2 separate regions of the Capsicum annuum genome follow, and region 2 is linked to region 1. Evidence: chromatin contacts called from public Hi-C data. All regions are on one chromosome and are shown on one strand. The core of a region is the stretch at or near the end of the contact, and the rest is flanking DNA. Distances in the headings are between cores, read along the strand shown.

Region 1 (3,341 bases), core at 615-3,114:
CTTACATGGTTCCTCAAGGCAAGGCAAATAAGTGATGCTGGACGCTATTTGCCTCATAATTGCTTGAATTTCCCTCATTATTTCTTTATCACTTTTCTCTCTTGAAACGCTGGAAAGCCAAATAAAGATTTAGCTAATTAATTAATGAGCAATCCAACATACACGTTATCAATCAAGCTGGGTTCAAGCATTTGTTTCTTCACTCATTTAAGCTCATAAAAGAAACTAGAAATTCTTTATATTTTCTTCTGCCATATAAAAATTTCCAACACACACTTTCTTCAATCCACAAAATTTACCAGTGACCAGAAAAATGATAGTCAACTTACCCTTTCTCAACAACCTCGCTATCAGTTTCGATACTGAAATTCCACCTCTCTAATACCTCACCGGAGGCCTTGCTCATGATCACAAGAACCACCCTTTGTAGCTTTCCAGTTTCCAACCACTCTACATGAACAACACAATCATAAAGAAAACAACCATTTCATTTCCCTACCAAATGATGATCCGAATCAACCAACAACTCTGATAAAATTCTAAAACTTACCGGCGAGTTGGGCAGTCAAGTTGGAAATGAAGGTCTTGACACCTTCATCTTCAGTAAGCAACATTGTGAGTCCATATTTCTTCACTTTTTTAAAACTTTCTTCAGGATATACTCCTCTGTTGTACAAAATGCTGTAAATATAACATAACCCCCACACCCAAATAAAAGAAAAAACAAAATCAGCATTCAGGCAAAATCATTAAAGAACAAAACACACAACACATAGCATTGTGTTAAAATCAATTAATCAATCAACAATGCCCAATGGTTGAGAGGTCTGTCAGATAAATTGATTATATCAATCTGCTCTATTGTAGCCCGGTTTATTCCAATGCAGATAAATAGTCTATCTTTCAAGTCAAACTAAGTTCAGTTTGGTCATGATACTAGGAAATGAAATCCTAAAATGGCGTCTTACTAGAAAGGTTTTCTGAAACTAAAGATTATCAAAGTCCCCACCCCCCACACCCACCCCACACCCAATATTCAAACACACCCAAACAATTTCAGCATTCTGAAAAGAAAAACTAAAGGAAGAACACAGAGCATTTTATTCAATCAAACAATCAACAATGCCTCGAGTTCTATGAAATTAATCCCTGATGAATCGACTATACCCAATGTAATCTGTTCAACGCCCAATAGTTGGTGTCTATCAGATAAATCCATCCGCTCAATTGTAGCCCCTTTTATTCCAATGCAGATTAAATAGTTTATCCTTCAAATCAAACTAAGGGTTTTCTGAAACGAAAGATTGTCAAAGATCATTAAGCAAAATGATGCAATTTGTTTCAATCCAATTCCATTAGAATTCAAGGCAAATTAAGGGTTTTCTAAAACAAAAATTTATCTACACCAGGAACGTGCAAGTCTCTATAATCAGAATAAAATTAAAAAGAGATAAGAGAGAATGGGGTTTGTTAATTGTTACCTATTAGATGCATAACCGAAATATTCACTGACGATTGCGGCTGAACCACGAAGCGTGATTATGTCTTTCGACGCTGTTCTTGACGCCATATCCTAAATCTGATTTCAAAAAACAAAGAAAAATGATTTTGAAGTTTCTAACAAATTGGTTTGAATGTTTGATTGATTGTTTGGGGGAGAAAGTAATATAGTTAGGGTTTTTATGACAATTGAAAAACAAAGCAGAGAGCAACGGCTAGTTTTGGGAAATGACACAGTAACAACGGTCAAGTCACACTTCTTTCCGTCTCCCACTTCACACTAAAGATGGGCTAATGCAAAATTGGGCCCCAATGAGGTACAACTCTTTAATGGTGATTGCTTTGCTAAAGGTACAAATATTCATTTTTGGACCAACCATTTAATTTAGTATAAATAACATAAATATCAATCATTTTGAAAGTAATTACACTCTCTCCTATTTTTTTAATTATTTTACTCTCTTTCCCTATTAATATATATAACATTCTGTGTATATGTTGAAATTTTTATAATATATTTAGGGAGTTGGAATTTTTTGTAATATTAGAAACATAAGTTGTATATTTGTGTAATTTTTAGTTTAATTTATATTCAAAGTTACGAAAAATTAAAAGTTTACTCATTTTAATGAAAAGTTCAGATCAACGGGATTAAAGTTATAAATTCGCGTATGATTTTAGGCATTTTTGTTTGAAGTGCAGCTTTATGAAGGCGTTGGCATTGTATTAGATATTTTGGTTTGAAGTTTTTAATATTACTTATCAAAATCGATTTCAAATTTTTTCTCCCTGAAATTATTCAAATAAGGCCAAATTTTGGACCTTTTAACTAGATTTATAGCCTTGACAAGACTTTGGTTATATTACTATCTAATAAGAGGAAATATCACACAGCTGAACGTCAACATGGTTGCTTCAGTTGTGTGCTTCCCTCACAAAAGTATCACTTGGCTTGGTGGATAAAGTGTAACATTTCATGCAGTGCATTGTGAGTTTGAGCCTTTGTGGCTACCAAATTTGTTTGATGCAGCTGATACTGCTGTTTATTTAATGCAAAGCACAAATATTGACCCACATTAGTTTCGCTCATTCAATGCAATAGAGCCCTTGTTGTAATAGCATCATCTTTTATTTTTTATAATTGTGTATTGTTATTTGTAAAAAAAAAAATAATAATAATTAAAAAGTCTTTTCCAAATATTTTATATATTTAAAAATTATGTAAAAATTATTATAAATCACAATAATGAATAATTTAAAAGATAAATTAGAAAATTACAGTTAAAAAAATTGTTTGACTCTCAAGATTTCATCCATCTCACATAAAGTAATGTAAAAAAGGTAACATAATCACAATAATTAATAATTTTAAAAAAAAAACTAAAAAATTACTATTAAAATAAGTTGTTTGACTCTCAAGATTTCATCCGTCTCACATAAATTAATGTAAAAAAAAAAAAAAAGTAACATAATCACAATAATTAATAATTTAACAAATAATATTAGAAAATTATAGTTAAAAAAAGTTGTTTGACTGTCAGGATTTCATCTGTCTCATATAAATTAATGTAAAAAAAAAAAGTAACATACTTTATTTGTTCTAATTTATGTGGCAGATATCAAAAATTAAACAATTTAATTTTCACTTGAAATTCGAACGTAAAATCATCTTTATTTTTTTTTTTAAATAGCATCTACATATTTGAAAGCTAAGTAATACAAGTCACAATAATTAATAATTCAAAATACTTAAAAGGTGTATAAAAAAAATTATGATAAACAAAAACTTGATTGAATTACAAAATTTCAAAGGTGTCACATAAATTAGACTATGAAAATAT
Region 2 (3,147 bases), core at 502-3,001, 370 kb after region 1:
TGGGATATAACACATCCCTTAAGAAAAATTTTTAGGACATAAATTGTAGGTTACTTTTCACTATTACCCTTTTAATTGTTTTTAAAGAAGTATTTAAGAACCTCATTTAATGAAAGGGTAAAATAGGAAAAATATTTCAACATGTCTCTTAAAAAATGAATAATTTATTTATTTTGAATATTAAAAAATAACTCAATAATTTATTTATTTTGAAATGAAGGAAGTAGATTTTAACTTTGAAACTGAGGTATAGATACACTAACATGAAATTAAACATTCTCCAAAACCTAGACAGATAATATTGCTGTACGAGATGATTTTTTAAGATGTATAATTCTTTTAAAAATGTACAATTTTTTTTTTTAAATGTTAATAGTCATACGCATGAAGACATAAGTCAGCGGAGAATTTGGCTGACTCATTTGGAAAGCACAAAATTTTTGGACAGATTCTTTAAAGAATCTACTGATGTGATTGCACTGTAATCTTTTACTAATACCATCCCCTTTTTTTGAGCTTTTTGACCAAATAGGAGTAGCCCATTTGGTCAGCTTTTTTTCAAAAATATTTATTTTAAATCAAAAATATTTATTTTAAAAAATTGAAGTGTTTGGTTAAGATTTTAGAAGAAAATAAGTATTTGTGAAAAGTAGCAGAAGCTGTAAGTTAAAAAAATAGCTTCTCTTCAAAAGTATTTTTGAGAAAAATACACTTAAAAATATTTTTAAAAGTTTGACTAAATACTAATTGCTGTTTAAAAATATTTTTCTAAATCTATTAGTCAAAAATAAACTGTTCATTACTAATATATTTTTTTAAATCCACATCTGAAAGTAAACTGATTTTTATAAGTTGACGAAATAAACTACCAAGTGAATTGTTGGGATTTTCTTATAAATTTAAAATAAGTAAAATTTTCAAACTCCAAAAGAATTGTTGAAACTTCTTTTCACATATTTACTATTTCATTTAATGAGATTTTTAAATAATTTACACTTTTAGGGAAATAATTTAAAAATAATTAAATAAATAATAATAAAAAGTAACCTATATCCTTAATTTTTTTTTAAAACAATGTGTCATACCCCAATAATAGGGATGAAGGGAGTAATAATTATGACAGTATTATATAGACATTGCATAAATAGATTTTTCTATCCATAATTCCACTCGCCATTATATTTGATTCCTCTTCATCATCATTCCACCAAATTTTTAAAGGGGCACGTGCTTCCTTCTTCATAATGTACCAATGTATGCCCTATACCTAAAAAAAAAAAAAAAGTGACAATGTATGTCATATAAAAAAATATTAAATTAGGTTTTGTGCACTTAATAAATGTATAATGCTTTTAACTTTGTAACGAAAAATATGTGATGGTATTAAAAAAATTAAAGTTTACATTATGCACTTAATAAGTGCACAATTCATTTTTTTATGGACTGTGCACTTAATAAGTGCACAATTTATTTTTTTTATGGACTGTGCACTTAATAAGTGCACAATCTATTTTTAAAAGAATGAATTGTGCACTTATTAAGTGTACAATGTAAACTTTAACTTTTTTAACATCGTTAGAAATTTTTCGTTACAAAGTAAAGTTAAAGGTATTGTGCACTTATTAAGTGCATAAAATCTATTTTGGTGCTTTTTTTTTTTTTTTTTTATATATATATGGCATATATTGATACTTTATTTTTTAGTTGTAGGACATATTTTGGTTCCGGATTCTACCTTTGATCGGTCTGGTCTGGTTTTCCATCTCTATTTGCATAGACATAAGTATTTTATATGACTCTGTATGGATATGTATTTGTACTTTTCTAGCATACATTGTTTCGGTTCTTTTGGCATAACTTTTTAAATAAATTAATTCTTGCATTTTGTGCTCCAAGGTTCTTTTCGATAGAGTAGCAGGTTTTAAGGGCTGAGTTGAATATACAGTGGGATTTTCTTGAGTTTTAGTCTCAAGTCTCAACCAAGATGGACATCACTCTGACGCTAATCAATATGGCATTTTTCTTGTTTTTACTCATATGTTTCTTGGTAGATTTTTTCAAGAATAATGGAGGAGAAGAGGGTTTTGCAGAAACAAGAGAGAGAAGAAAATCCACACTTTTCACTAAGATTACAATTTTAGTGAATTTCTCAATAGCCATTTCTTACTTGGGATTTTGTCTCCATGAATTCTGGAAGTTGAGAACTTTTGTGTTTGAAGAGTCTATTTCTTGTGTCATGACATGGAGTCTAGCTAGTTTAGTTGCAGCCTACTCATCAAACAGAGAGAAAAGGTGGCCATTATTACTCATCATATGGTGGGTCTTTTCAAGTATTTTTGATATAATTAGAGTCTCTCTTCATCTTTTCAACCACTGTACTAATATATTTACAAAAGCCCCACATTTTCTGCCCAAGCCAAATATAATTGATTTTGTTTCCCTACCACTGTCAATTCTCCTATGTTTCAATGCCTTGCCAGCTTTTTCTCCCAAGAAACACAGTGAAACTGAACAGCCATTCCTTAACAAAGAGGTAAATAAACGTGTTTTAAAACACGATGATGCATTTTCTAATGCTGGTATTTGGAGCCAAATCACATTCAGGTGGCTTAATCCACTATTCAAGACAGGCCATGAGGAAAAGCTGAGAGTAGAGCACATACCTTCAATTCCTCACTCTGAGACCTCTAATGAAGCTTCTTCTTTGTTGGAAGATGCGCTTTGGAAAAAGAAAGCTTCTACTTTGTCCCTCCCAGATGGCATACTACATATGATTAGGAGATCACTTGCCTATAATGCAGTTTTTGCAGGTAATTCTTGATTTTCTTCAGGACTATTAAGTTTAAACACTAATGCATAGCAAACAATCAATGCATAGCAAACTTTTTTGTTAACGGTGGTGTCTGATCCACGTCTCGAATATGCTTAGCAAACTAATTACATGCTTCTGTTTATTGTTTTTCTTGTTTTATAGGAGTCAATACAATTGCATCCTATACTGGTCCTTCGCTAATAACAAGCTTTGTGAATTTTTTATCTGAAAAGAAAGATGAGTCTAACTGGCAAGAAGGAATGATCTTAAGCCTTCATCTTCTTCTTTGCCAAAACAATAGAGTCGCTGTCCCAAAGGCAATGGTACTTTGGAGC

What was found. A called contact is a pair of places that touch in the nucleus more often than the background predicts.
Region 2: a contact with region 1 is called in a Hi-C map of leaf, with 2.3 times the contacts expected there. The contact joins the promoter of LOC107848589 here to the promoter of LOC107846865 in region 1. A contact is called at or near these places in 2 of 5 Hi-C or Micro-C datasets (leaf and placenta).

What each region holds. Positions count from the first base shown.
Region 1 is chr11:96,673,637-96,676,977 of UCD10Xv1.1, forward strand. LOC107846865 (mitotic spindle checkpoint protein MAD2) reads right to left here and starts at 1,865. Exons shown (of 6, transcript XM_016691134.2): 1 at 1,482-1,865; 2 at 551-681; 3 at 330-450; 4 at 6-109. The coding sequence starts at 1,570.
Region 2 is chr11:97,044,690-97,047,836 of UCD10Xv1.1, forward strand. It overlaps LOC107848589 (putative ABC transporter C family member 15), which reads left to right and starts at 1,752. Exons shown (of 12, transcript XM_016693376.2): 1 at 1,752-2,810; 2 at 2,975-3,081; 3 at 3,083-3,147. The coding sequence starts at 1,985.